Regions from separate parts of the Mus musculus genome. Here regions 1, 3, 4 and 5 are each linked to region 2. The links are chromatin contacts, called in public HiChIP or PLAC-seq and promoter capture Hi-C maps. All regions are on one chromosome and are shown on one strand. Each heading gives the region's core, a stretch centred on a gene start, on an enhancer-like site or on the middle of the called end of the contact. The rest is flanking DNA. Distances are from core to core; before and after follow the strand shown.

Evidence for each region. Promoter capture Hi-C pulls out the DNA fragments that hold promoters and counts their contacts. HiChIP or PLAC-seq counts read pairs in DNA pulled down with a chosen protein or histone mark.
Region 1: a contact with region 2 is called in a promoter capture Hi-C map of embryonic stem cells, with 3 times the contacts expected there. The contact joins the promoter of Tktl2 here to the promoter of Marchf1 in region 2.
Region 3: a contact with region 2 is called in a promoter capture Hi-C map of hippocampal neurons, with 7 times the contacts expected there. The contact joins the enhancer-like site here to the promoter of Marchf1 in region 2. A contact is called at or near these places in 2 of 39 promoter capture datasets (embryonic stem cells and hippocampal neurons), 1 of 115 datasets of contacts at active chromatin or transcription factors (forebrain) and 1 of 9 other capture datasets (liver).
Region 4: an H3K27ac HiChIP or PLAC-seq map of embryonic stem cells shows a contact between it and region 2, with 2.9 times the contacts expected there. The contact joins the promoter of Tmem192 here to the promoter of Marchf1 in region 2.
Region 5: a contact with region 2 is called in an H3K27ac HiChIP or PLAC-seq map of embryonic stem cells, with 4 times the contacts expected there. The contact joins the promoter of Tma16 here to the promoter of Marchf1 in region 2. A contact is called at or near these places in 3 of 39 promoter capture datasets (cranial neural crest, hippocampal neurons and stem cell-derived epiblast-like cells), 1 of 484 Hi-C or Micro-C datasets (cortical neurons) and 4 of 115 datasets of contacts at active chromatin or transcription factors (astrocytes, embryonic forebrain and embryonic stem cells).

What each region holds. Positions count from the first base shown.
Region 1 is chr8:66,510,345-66,513,044 of GRCm38.p6, forward strand. It overlaps Tktl2 (transketolase-like 2), which reads left to right and starts at 1,396. Exons shown (of 2, transcript NM_001271574.1): 1 at 1,396-2,700. The coding sequence starts at 1,448.
Region 2 is chr8:65,616,639-65,619,338 of GRCm38.p6, forward strand. Marchf1 (membrane associated ring-CH-type finger 1) reads left to right here and starts at 1,402. Exons shown (of 9, transcript NM_001293784.1): 1 at 1,402-1,544.
Region 3 is chr8:66,202,920-66,205,619 of GRCm38.p6, forward strand. The region is part of intron 4 of Marchf1 (membrane associated ring-CH-type finger 1); the gene reads left to right. Among named protein-coding and RNA genes, the nearest start is that of Gm24205, 200 kb to the left of the region's middle. Within about 2 kb of position 1,357, at least 12 of the 459 cell types and tissues checked have an H3K27ac peak or open chromatin away from gene starts, as enhancers often do. A contact at or near this core is called in hippocampal neurons, where this site is marked.
Region 4 is chr8:64,945,923-64,948,622 of GRCm38.p6, forward strand. It overlaps Tmem192 (transmembrane protein 192), which reads left to right and starts at 1,263. Exons shown (of 6, transcript NM_028427.3): 1 at 1,263-1,411. The coding sequence starts at 1,385.
Region 5 is chr8:66,485,158-66,487,857 of GRCm38.p6, forward strand. It overlaps Tma16 (translation machinery associated 16), which reads right to left and starts at 1,373. Exons shown (of 7, transcript NM_025465.3): 1 at 1,255-1,373. The coding sequence starts at 1,257.

The DNA of each region.
Region 1 (2,700 bases), core at 146-2,645, 890 kb after region 2:
CAAACATATTTTTGGCATGCTGACCTAAAAGCTCCTGGTTGATCTTGTTGCTCTGATAGATCCTTCTAAATTGGGGAAATAAAATGATTTCTCATCGATTTGTTTTATTTATTAAACTAAATGATATTTATGGTCATATTGGGTAATTTTCCATTATTAAGTGATGATGCGTCCTTCATACTTCAACGATCATTGATTATACACTTTAAAATACATTTTAAAATATTAAACCACTTAAAAATAATTAATAACTCATATATGTATATGTATTTCCAAATGTCTTAAAATATCAGATTAATTTATAAAACTTTTACAAATAATGTAGGAAGTGTTATTCTCTATGTACTACTAAAAAACCCATACATTCTCACAGAATGACAGGAGAAACATTCATTGTCTTGGGTATTAAATTCCCAAGACCAATTTCTTTGCTTAACATAACTGACCTTTACAAATGTCAAAAACTTAATACCTTAGAAAATGTTGTGCCACAATTTAAATGAGTGAAAGAGTTTGGGAATTTGAAAGACATGCTAAGTAGTTCTTATTTCTCTCATTTCCTCCCCGTGGGAGCTCTGCCTCACAGTTCAGTTTTATGCTAATGTGCTTTTACCAGGTATGTGAATTGGATTTCTTCAGCCAAAATAAGGGGCGAGCTTCCAGGAGCGTTCCTTAACTGCTGTCTTGACAGCTCCCCGCGGATTGTTACTAGAAGCTGAGATTATTCCCCCCCTAGTGTTTATATTCTTTAAGTCCTGAGGTCTTTTAATTTTTCTACTTTCATTTACGTAAAGAACTTGTCCAACTTCAACAGTCCTTCATCAAATCTTAGAATCTTTTCTGTCATACTCATTTTATTTGTATTAATACATGCCCTTTAAAATTGAGACACCAGGGCCGGAGAGACGGTTTGGCTGCTCTTCCAGGGGACCTGGATTCCAGCTCCAATAGTCAAACTGCAGCTCACAACCATCTATAAATTTAGCTCAAGGGGATTGAAGGCCTCCCACACAAGTGGTGAATAAACATACAAGAAAAAAAAAACCATATATGTACAAAAAATAAAATGGAAGAATTTTTAAAACTTGAAGTGTTAGTAGGTAAAAGGGCACAATAGTACCTAAAATATTTTTCCTAAGGCATGATATATGGTTAGGAGAACATCTACCCCAGTTTGAACTTCTGCCTCAAGGAGATGTAAAGCAACATTTAATTATTTTTAATAATGTTGAGCCTGAAAGTGAAAAAGTAAACATCAAAATTCCTGAGGCTGGGGGCTGGGACATTGGGACACTGCAAAACAAAGCGGTTGTGTGTGCGCACGCGCGCGCGGCTTAAGACCAGGGGCGCATGCGCAGACTTTCCTCAACGGTCGCCTGGCAGGTTAAAGGTCACTGAGGAAGCTGAGCTTCTTGCTCTTCGTACGGCAGCCGAGCTGCCTGCAGCCATGGCCTTGGCCAGAGATGCCAAGCTGGAGTCGGACACCTTTCAGGTGCTTCAGGACGTGGCCAATCGCCTGCGAATCCACTCAATCAGGGCCACGTGTGCCTGCAGCTCCGGACATCCCACGTCGTGCTGTAGTGTGGCAGAGATCATGGCTGTGCTCTTCTTCCATACCATGAGGTACAAACAGGCAGACCCAGAACACCCGGACAATGACCGCTTTGTCCTCTCCAAGGGCCACGCCGCGCCCATCCTCTATGCGGTTTGGGTGGAGGTGGGCCGTATCTGTGAATCGGACTTGCTGAACTTGCGAAAAATTCACTGCGACCTGGAGGGTCATCCCACCCCACGACTGTCGTTTGTTGATGTGGCAACAGGGTCCCTTGGGCAAGGACTGGGTGCTGCCTGTGGAATGGCTTACACCGGCAAATACTTTGACAAGGCCAGCTACCGCGTGTTCTGCCTCATGGGGGATGGTGAGTCCTCGGAAGGTTCTGTCTGGGAGGCCTTGGCCTTTGCTTCCCACTACAACTTGGACAATCTCGTGGCAATCTTTGACGTGAACCGCTTGGGACAAAGCGGCACAGCACCCCTAGAGCACTGTACAGCCGTTTATGAGAAGCGCTGCCAAGCGTTTGGGTGGAATACTTACGTGGTGGATGGTCATGATGTTGAAGCTCTCTGCCAGGCCTTTTGGAAAGCAGCTCAAGTCAAGAATAAGCCTACTGCCCTGATTGCCAAGACCTTCAAGGGTAGAGGTATTCCAAATGTCGAGGATGCGGAAAATTGGCATGGAAAGCCTATGCCAAAAGACAGAGCTGATGGGATTGTCAAATTAATTGAGAATCGGATACAGACAAACCGAAATCTCACACCGAAACCCCCCATTGAAGACTCGCCCAGGATCAGCATGTCCAATACAAAAATGACCTCTCTGCCTGTCTACAAACTGGGAGACATGATAGCTACTCGTGAAGCATACGGCTTGGCTCTGGCTAAATTGGGCCAATCTAACCAAAGAGTTATCGTTCTAGATGGCGACACAAAAAACTCTACCTTTTCAGAAGTATTCAAGAAAGAGCACCCTGAGCGTTTCATAGAGTGCTTTATCGCTGAGCAAAACATGGTAAGTGTGGCCCTGGGGTGTGCCACACGAGGACGAACTATTGCTTTCGTTAGTACCTTTGCTGCCTTCCTGACCCGAGCCTTTGATCAGATCCGAATGGGAGCCATCTCTCAAACCAACATCAACTTCGT
Region 2 (2,700 bases), core at 152-2,651:
AGGTGTACCTCTACAGAATAGAGTCTAGATGCTGTGCCCAGGAGGTACACTTTCATTGTCAACACTGCTTGCTGCTGTTCTCCAATGTCTTCCTGGGGTTAGAAGTGGCAAGTTATCCTGCAAAAGTCAAGAGACTCCTTGAAGCATAGATAGCTGAGGAAAAAAAAAAACTCAGATGTTAGAGTCTTGCATTTTTTTGTTTTATTGGGAGTTATTAATTTTACATATGTGTGTGCATCTGAATGCTTATTTATGAATCAAATGTGCAGGTGCCTACAGATTCCAAGAGAGGGCATTGTATCCCTGGGAACTGGTGTGGTGAAGGACAGTAAGCCTCCCAATGTGGTTACTAGGAATCTGAACCCAGAACCCACACAAGAGCAGTCAGTGCTCTTAACCACCCAGCATCTCTCTAGCACCAAGGGGTCTGATATTTAACAGCAAGAGTTTCTGATACATGTGTGTTCTAGATTCACGTAAGCATATGGCTCAGATTGTAGGTTGTGCTTGTATATTAATACTGATGGAGCTTTGAAAGTATTAAGGCTACTTGGCCAATTTGATGCCCGTAATATAACTCCTACGAATGTTATAAAGAACATTAAACAACAACATCACACCTTTGTTAAACACTATGTGACTTGTGTCCCTCCTAGATGGCAACCCTTGGGGAAGCCAAGAGAGGCTGCCCTAGGATGTTCCCTAGTCCCTAGAGTACCTTCTAGTCTTTGGTGATTGCATGGAAGGGGAGTATTACCAAGGTAGCCCGAAATTCTGCTGGTGCCTTCCAATCCCAGAGGAGTGGTCTTCCAGTGTTCCTGTCTTAGATCATCCACCCTTCATCACCTCTTAACTTTTGCTGCGCATCACCAAGGCAGGAACTGACAGGAGGAACTTTCTGCTAAGACCAGGCTCCAGTGTTCCAGGAGGTTGTCTTCATTCTCTTGCCTGTAGCACAGGGATCATCACAGAACCTCAGCTCCCGAGAAGCCAAGAGAAGGATATCAGCAACAAAAACGACAAGAAAACTTTCTCCTTACCCTTACCTTTCACCACTAATTTAGATATTGATTTAAAAGTCACCAGAACAGAAAATACTGTTTTATCTAGGCTCTGCCTCCACCATGTGCATCCCACTCTTCCCTTTTCTGAAGTCTCTACTCTGTCCTGTCCTTGACTCCAGCTAAACAGGTTCTTGTTAGGTTCTAGGAATAAGTAAAGACTCCGTTGTGTCTTCTTCCTGCTCTGCTTTTCCCCATGTGAGTGCTGGATTATTCCAGTTTTTGAGCATGGCAGATTTCCACTGGATGACATCATGGGAGCCCAGTGAGTGCCGCTGGTGGAGGGGGACAGAGAAGGGGAGGAGGCTCAGAGGAGGAAAGAGGGCTGGGGAGCCGAGCCAGAGCCAGGCTGCCTGCCACCGGGCTGCACGTTTGTGAGCTGAGGAGTGCACCGCCAGCCACTGACAAAGGATGGGAGGATGCCACTGCCCTGGGATGCCGGCTGCGCGCAGCCTGCCGGCCTGAGCTACTTTACCCTCCCCGGTGAGTGATTGTAAAGACCATTTGATCAGCCTTGGGCAGAGTCCTCTTTGGCTTGTGGTCCTGGGAGGCTTGTCCGTGCTCCAGAGCACAAGACCTGGCACAACAGTAGCTTGGAGCCCAGGCGGCAGGTGACTTTGCCCAGGTGGGTTCAGCACAGGAGGTCCCGATTCCCTGCTTAAATTGGTACCCAAGCCGCTAGAAGCAGGCTTCTCTGCTAGGCTTCCCCAGCGGGGTGCTGTCCTGGTAGCTCCCCTTTGGTGGATTACAAGTCAGCGCTGTTTACACCCGCAGCCGCACCCCTCTGAAAGCAATTCCTTTCAGTGACTTCCTTTAGGGTGGATTGGAGAGAGAAAGAGAGTACCAGTTACCCAGGGAAGGGCGCGCACCAGGAAAGACCAAGTGCAGCCTTTGTCTTGTGTTTAAAGCGGATGCGCTCAAACCTGAATCAGACTCTCAGCAACTGTTGGGTTTAGTACTGGTTCCCCAGCCCAGCGCTGCTGGGTGAGAGATGTCACTGTTTTCCTGCTGAAGGAAGTGGAGAGCTGGGACTTTAGACTCTGGAAGGGTCCTGCGCTCACATGGTGAGTGTCGCAGTTATCCAGGTGTGGAACTGGCTTCTGGCGCACAAGGAAGTGAAGTAGATGGCGAATACAGAGAGATGCCCAAGTTTTATACCAAGTGGTGCAAAGGGAAACAGGAAACTTAACAGAGAATGGCTCTGTAGATCTTTTGTCCTTTCTGATGCGCTTCTTTGGGGTATTGTTGTGGAGAGTGAATGGAAGCCGAGCTATGTCCAGTGAGAATTTTAAAAGCTCCAGGTTTTCGTGGCACTTTCTTTTGTTACTATGGAAAAGATTTGCTGGATAAATAGGTTATACATCACTATCTTTACCGTGGTGCACCTTGTGGACTTGAAGCAATTCAGAAACTGCTCAAGTGCCTTAGTTGAGAGTAGCACCCTGTGCGTCAACATACCAATACCCAAGCTCGCTGGCTTCTTGCCCTGGGGACACATGCTTTATCTATGATTTTCTGCTGTTTGGGAAGAGTCCAATTTTCATATCGCAAGAAAATGGTGATATTCATATGAACACGTGTGTTTTTTTTCTGTCAGCCTCCCACTAACCACCTTGTGATGAATATGAAAACCAATAAA
Region 3 (2,700 bases), core at 107-2,606, 590 kb after region 2:
TCTAATGAAGAATGAGGCTGGGGGTGGAATTTTCTCTAGAGCCTTCAGGTGAACCAACTGGCCTATCTTGGTCATTCCTGTGTCTATCATAGACACCAAACACTGCCTTAATAAGGAATCTTTTAATACTGTAAATGAAATGTAGAAATAGTTGTCTAGACACTGACAATGAATGTACTCTAAGCCAATCCTTGTCTCTTTTCAGGGATTTCTTCCATTAAATTATTTCCTGTCAGCCTCTCCTCACTGCCCAGTTGATATTATTGATATCATAACACCATTGCAAAGTCTTCTAAAGACTTCTTTCTATGCAGATAACTTATGTACAAGGTTTAGATTGGTCATTTGAACCTATGAAATTATTCACATCAAGGTTTATGTGGCAAATGTGGATTGTGAATCTGTGGATCTGAATTAAAACCCAGATTCTAACAAAGCTCTAGGTGATGCCTTTCTACTGGATCTCAGGTCACATGTGCACATCTAATTCACATATTCTAACTGGGATGTGTAGGTGCATGTCTAGCCCTACTGCAATGTGTGCTCAATGGTATGAGTGTCGGGGACCAGCTGTGGTTCTGAATCCTCCATTTCCTCCTGCAGGGTGTCCAGAAGCTGAAAGGAGGAAGCAGAGTCCTGAATAGGTGGGGTCTGCAGGAGTCTTCTTTTTGTTGCTTATAACCCAATGTAGTTGTAATAGCCAGGGTTTCACAGTTAAACAGAATAATTAACTATATACAATTATATATAATTGTATCTACAAGGCAATCTACTAGATTGGTTTAGGGCAGTCAGAAGCTGAATGGTCTCTCTATGTCCGACTGCAGACTAGAGAACCAGGGAGCTTCTGTTCTTGATCTAGAAGCCCAAGAACAAGGCCAATAGTGAAGTCCCAGTCTGAGACCCTGGGGAGCTACTGACGCAAGTCTATCATTGAAGGCTGAAGAAGTTAGGGAACCAAGAAAAAGCACACTCACTAGCAGAAGGCTAAGCATCTGCGCCAGCTTCTCCCTTCTGCTTTCTCATTGCCCCCAAGTCCCAGCCCCTTGGATGGTGCTGCCTGTATTCACAGCAGGGCTTCATATCTTAGTTTTTAACCACATGTCACTTCTCCCTAGAGACACTCAGACTCTCGATCGTAAGTGTGCTTTTCCAGTCTGCCATTGAGAATGTATATTGCTGGAGCAGTCTGAATAGATTAAGGCAGCATTTTGGTTGGATTTTCATATTACTTGAAAGCTTGTTTCTCCCCCTTCAGAATTACTGTCATTTAGGAACAGCTAGCAAGGCAGTGTGAGGCTTCTCTCTGCTTTGCAGAATGTTTCGTGGTAGCTTTGCTCGCTGGGTGCCAGTAGCACCCTCCTCCCTATTTGTGACAAGTAAAAATATCTCCAAACATTGCCAAATGAAAATGAAATCATGACTGGTTGAGAACTGTGTCTCTAAAGTTTAGTACTAAATTGGGCTTAATTGGGATAGGAATCGTACAAACTGTAAATGTTAAGACAGGATTCAGCAAAGTTCTCTCTCTGTACGAGTACCTTGGGATAATGTTCTATATGCATAAAAAAGCACAAAGTTATAGCATAACTCAATGTGCTTAATTAAACAGATCTAAGTAGGAACTAGGTGTGGTGGTGTACATCTGTCATCCCAGAACTTGGGAGTTGGAGACAGAAAGGAAAGGTCATCTCCAGCTACTTTCAGAACCTAAGGCAAGAGCAAGCTGTACCAGTCACTATATTAAAATATAAACCTGAGTAGGGATTTTTACTTCAAATCATTTTATATCTTAGGATTATTGCTTACTTAAATATTAACTTTGCAATAGTGTATGTTCAATCTCTTAATGCCCTAGTTAACACTCTTGTCTTCATGAGACAGTGTTCTGTCTTAAATACCATCCCTATCTGATAGAAGCTCCAAAGAAAAAGATCTGTATTCTTCATCTTCTAATATTACTACTGAACACTGGACTGCCCTTTTTATTTTTTTAAGTCTTCTCAATTTTCCAACTAATTTACTAGTTCTGTGTTTGGAGCTAGCATCCAGCACTCCTCTGAACTGAAATGCCCAGGTAATTTGTCAAGTCAGTCTAAAAGTAGACACTTGTCTGTGGATAGCTTCTTTCTTCTTTTTTTTAATATTTTTTATTACATATTTTCCTCAACTGCATTTCCAATGTTATCCCAAAAGTCCCCATACCCTCCGCCCCACTCCCCTATCCACACATTCCCACTTTTTGGCCCTGGCATTCCCCTGCACTGGGGCATATAAAGTTTGCATGTCCAATGGTCCTCTCTTTCCAGTGATGGCCAACTAGGCCATCTTTTGATACATATGCAGCTAGAGTCAAGAGCTCCAGGGTACTGGTTAATTCATAATGTTGTTGCACCTATAGGGTTGCAGATCTCTTTATCTCTTGGATACTTTCTCTAGCTCCTCCACTGGGGCCCTGTGATCAATCCAATAGCTGACTGTGAGCATCCACTTATGTGTTTGCTAGGCCCCTGCCTAGTCTCACAAGAGGCAGCTATATCACAGTCCTTTCAGCAAATGCTTGCTAGTGTATGCAATGGTGTCATCGTTTGGAGGCTAATTATGGGATGGATCTCTAGATATGGCAGTCTCTAGATGGTCCATTCTTTTGTCTCAGCTCCAAACTTTGTCTCTGTAACACCTTCCATGGGTTATTGTTTC
Region 4 (2,700 bases), core at 13-2,512, 670 kb before region 2:
CTTCATTCTTCATGAGATATCTCGTGTAACCCAGGCTTGCCTCTAACGCACTATAAAGCAAAGCCTGGCTTTGATATCACGATTCTCTTGTCTCCTCTAAGACCTGGGACTACAGGTGTGTGCCACCACACCCACTTCCCCAGTTGGATTCTGTGTGTGTGTGTGTGTGTGTGTGTGTGTGTGTGTGTGTGTGTTTAAAACTTGGCCTGCAGAGATGGCTCAGTGCTTAAATGCACTAACCACTCTTCCAAAAAAAACCTGGGTTTGATTCCCAGAACCACTGTCTAACTCCAGTGTCTCATCTGGCCTCCCTGGGCAATAGGCACACACACAGTGCATAGCCACACATGCAAATAAAACACTGAAATGCATAAAATAAAAGCATTTTAAAAATACTTTGTATATAAAACAAAACAACTCATCCGTTGCGATGATGCACACTAGCGATGCCAGATTTCACTGTGTGAAGGCAAGTGGATCAGGAACTGAAGGCCCGTTTCAGTGCACATCAATTTCTAGGTCAGTGTGAGCTACTTGAGACTTTGTTTTAATTTTTACAAAAATGAGGACTGGGCAATGAATGGCTTTTGCTGTCAAGTCCAGGATTCACATAGTGGAAGAACTGACTTAATCTTGGGTCAAGTGTGGCGGCTCATCCGAGCATTCCACTAGGCAACAAAGACAGGCGAATCTCCGAGGGTTCAGTCTGGTCTACATAGTGAGTTCCGGAACACGTAGCGCTATGTAGAGAAACCCTGTCTCATAAAAACAAAACTGAAACCAAAAATAATCAAAGGACAGAAAAAGAAGAGATGGGGAAGGGGAAAACAGAAACAGAATACCTTAAAAAAAAAAAAAAACTACAGAAATTTCCTGTGGAGACATCTGTAAATCGTGTTATAGAAATTGGAATCTATTCTAATTAAGTCCCTCTACAGGTGGAATTGCGATTTTTACTGCGTCTTTTTCCAAACAGAGCTATCTATATTGTTGCAAACAAAAATTGCGCCAACAGAAATAAGTTAATATTCTAAAGAGAAGTAGTTTACTTGGTTTAAATGGTTGCTCGAGAAATTCATCCTTTAATTTCCAAATCTCTGATAAATGGATGAAGCAACAGTTTAGGGGAAACCCCAAAACAACCGCCTGGGCTACACTGCAGCTCAAAGCTGGAGTCTGCAGGGGGGGCCACGCCCCTGGCTGCTGATCGGCTGATCTAGGTGGAGGGGCGTGGCCTTCGGCGGCCGGGGCGGGGCGAGCGCAGAGTGGGTGTGTCCGAGGCGGGGCGCGCAGGTCCTAGTAGGTGCGACTGTCCCGGGCCGTCGGCGCCCGGGCGCTGGTGGAGAGGTCAGGCTGGCGGGGCATCGGCCCGCGACGGCGGGTCATGGCGGCGGCCGGCCGGCTGGAGGACGTGAGTGAGGCGCCGAGCCCTGTCCCCGCCATTCGGCTTCCTGTGCTGGGCTCAGGGGGCGGAGACTGCGGGCTAGGAGCTAACCAGAGCCGCAGCGGCTCGACCATCGGGGACGCAGGGTGCGGGGTGACGCGACGGGCGGGGACCGCGGACCCCGGGAACGTCTTCCTGAACGATCGGAGGGACACGGCAGGGTGGGCGTGCGGGACCCTTCACTCGGCGGCTCACGTGCAGTGCGCGTCTTTGGTTCCGGAAATGGGAGCTTCACGTGATGCGAGCTGGCTTGATCTGTCCTTCCTGGGAGAGACTGACAGGCGGGCTTGCAAGCCCGGGTGACCCGGCTTCTGTGGGCCCTCCTGCGTTGGTCGGAGAGCACCCGGAACTTGGAGTGACTCTAACCTCCAGCATCCCTCGGGCGGACTTGTAGCTCTCATCTCCCGGAAACGCAGATTGGCGCATAACAGTTATCATGTGCTGTTTTGAATGTAGGCATGATAGGAACAGTGCTTGGTTGCTTTAAAAAAAAAAAGTATTCGGTTGCCCAGTTCATGATGTAGCCATTATAGAATAATACAGTTGCAAAAATCTTGAGTTTGCAAGCTCATTAAGACACTGATTTATTTGAAATTGGGTGTGGGGCGGGGGAAACACTTTGGGAGGAAACATGCGTTTGTTTCCAGAACAAACTGTTTTGTCCAGTGGCATAATACAATTCCTGCCCTTGAGAAATGCAAGGCTGACATTATCTTAGCACAGTGACCTGAGCTAATAACTAATAAAAACATTATCATGGTCTTAGTATAAAAGTACATCAAAATAATAATAATAATAATGATAATAATAATAATAATTAATAATAGCAAGGTTCCAGAACTGTAAGGGCTTAGATTCTTGTGTGTTTGGGTCCTGCAGTCATTTATTTATTTATTTGTTTATTTAAGACTTGCTATGTAGCCCTAGCTGGCCTGGTACTCATTATATAGCCTAACCTGGCCTCAGATTTGCCTATCTTCCCTGACTCAACCCATTTTAATGCTAGGATGATGTAGCTAGTTACATTTTCTTGATGAAATATGTTTCTAACAGCAGGACTAATCTAGTTATTTTTCAACTGAGAAAATGGGAAAGCAACTACTACTTGGAAACTTAATACTTAGGCCTCTCATGGAGGGCAGTCTTGTAGCTGCCCTAACCAGACTAATCCTGGCACTATGTCATGCCATATGGCCACCTCTACCTCTCTGCTCAGCTCTGGTCCTGTTTACCCCCTTGTCTGCTGGCTGAATCCC
Region 5 (2,700 bases), core at 123-2,622, 870 kb after region 2:
TTACCTTTATTCAACCCATACAATCAGGCCTAGGTTGCTCTATTGTTAGACCCCTTTACAAAGAAGTCGAAAAAATCTGTCTACAGTGTTAATCCAGTATAGAGTTTCTTTCCCTATTGAAAGAGATCAGCTTGGTTCTAAGCTTTAGCACAGAAAGCCATCTCTTCCAACTTTCTTCTCCAGCATTTCCTTCACACAGCTCCTTCTCCCCATTCTTACTGAAGATCACTATTCCAGAATAAACCACACTGCAACTTGAGACTACACTTGTTATCTCTGTCTGTAATTCTTTCCTTCCCTTTTCCTTTGCTAAGACAAAGCTCGAAATAATCTCAAAAAAACTCTCCAAATAATTAAAATGTTCATCAATTCCTCATTCACACAATTCTCTTAGACATTGGTCATTTTTTCATTAATCTGATGAGAGAAGGCACGTCTAAGTCTGAAACCCATCTGAGGTTGGCTATGAATAAAAAAATAATAATCTTAAAGCCGTAAGAACACACACATGGAGGATAGTGGGGCAAATGAGAAACGAGATTAAACATCAAACATACACATGGCGAAAACAGATTCTCACAAATTGTTCTCCGATATCCACACGTACATAAAATCAGTTATAAACATAAATTCGGCCAGGCGGTGGTGGCGCACCCCTTTATTCCCAGCACTTGGGAGGCAGAGGCAGGCGGATTTCTGACTTTGAGGCCAGCCTGGTCTACAAAGTGAGTTCCAGGACAGCCAGGGCTATACAGAGAAACCCTGTCTCGAAAGAAAAAAAAAAAAAACATAAATTCGGATACTGTGAATGAGCTCTTTATATCGCTATACATAAACCGTTTATAACACTCTTAACTACTGTCTTAAAATGCAAACAAAACAGCATTGTTGCCCGGTAGGAATGGGAGTTGTAGAGGCAGGACTAAAGTCAGAACAGAAGGGCTGCGGGCCGATGCACCTCGTGGGTGGCTGTGACCCTGGGCAGGGGAGACCTGCACTTGCCCCAGGGCAGAGGTGGGTGGATCCACAAAGCGGTATTAGTTAAGGCCCTCAGGAAAATGAGAAACCGGGAGACGTGGACAACGCCACCCAGAGCGAGTTGAGAACGCGCTGGAGCACTCCGATCCTGGGGCAGCACCGGGGGCCCACCACCGCCCCACGCAGCCACTCCGAGTCCCGGCTTCTCCCGGGTCCGAGCTTGTACTCCCCGGCCGCCCGACCAGAGCCTCCCGGAGAACCTAAGGGGCCGCTCACCATGGCGATGTCTTGGCCACCGAGGCCGGGCGATGTCCCGATGCGACAATTTCACAGAGGGCAGCGCAGCCGCTCTCAAGTCCGCTTCTTCCCTAACACACGTGGGCCCCGGGGGAAACAAATAGGGGCGGACAGGAAGGGGAGGAGCTGGTGCTTTCTCTAAAGCGTCCCTAGAAACTGAGACGTAATGTTTTTCCGCCCGCCTTGTTTTACAGCCCGGGAGCCACACAAAGGCGGGGAGAGTAGAGAGAGAGAGAGAGTCGAGCTCAGAGAACAGAAGTCTGTCTGTCTTCTGTTTCTGACTGAAAGGCCGGCCTTGAGTATCGGCCAGAAGGCAGCTCTCCATGGGCGAGCAACTTGTTAGGAGATAGCATTACCTCACCTAGAGGTGCCCATCTCCCAGAATGGTGTAAATTCAGCCTTCACTTTTCCTTTGATTTTCTCTACCATTTTCTTTCTATATCTAAAGCCTGTCTCTCCGGCCTTGTTATTCCGTTTTTGAACAGCATGGTAAAATTTGATAGAAAGTCTTACGTAGTAATTATTAATCAAATGCCTAGTACATGCTACGCATTGAAGGTACTTTGACAGTTTCCCTACTTTCTTTTTTGTATAATTTCTATCTGTAGTGGGACATAAAGAAGTTAGTATTTCAAATACTATTATAATATAAATTATTACCATAGACTAAGTGGATTTAACATACACAAAAAAGGGGAGGAGATGAAGGATCAGGAGGAGAAGGGATGGGAGAAGAGGAGATGTATGGGGGAGTGTTAGGAGAGGGATATGGGAGAAAGGGGGGGCGAGGAAGAGGATGACAATGAATGGATTCCTTGGACCCTATCAGACAACTCTGAAATAAAACTAGAATCCAACAGCAAGAGAAACTACAGGACTTAAAACAAATACTTGGACACGTAATGGTACAATTTTAAATGTACAGTGGGTCACTGAAGAAATCAAGGAGAAAATTCTTAGAAACAAATGAAAATCATAGGCACTCTACGAGCTAGCTAAAGCATCCTAACAGGAAAGTGAGTATTTACAATAAAGCAAAATGAGAGTTTCCAAGTGAAGTAATAATTCATCTTAAGGTTCTAGAAATAAGAAGTCACTCCCAAACCCAATCACTGGATAAATAAATAAATTCATCAATCGATCACTATTAAAGCGGGACCTAATGAAATAGAGACCAAAAAAACCCTCAATACATAGGAATAGCTAAAGCAATCGTTTTTGTTAAAGGACAACTGTTAGTATTTTGTCTAAGCTCCACAACACAGTTATCTGGCAACAGCCAGGTAGGTTCTGCCCCCCCAGTTACCTGGCGTGGTCCCTCAGGGGGAAGGGCTGTGGGCCCACGGAGGCATCCCCTTCCCCATGCCTGACTACACCTCCACAGAATATATCCCCCCTTTATCTTTTTATAAACACATCAATAAC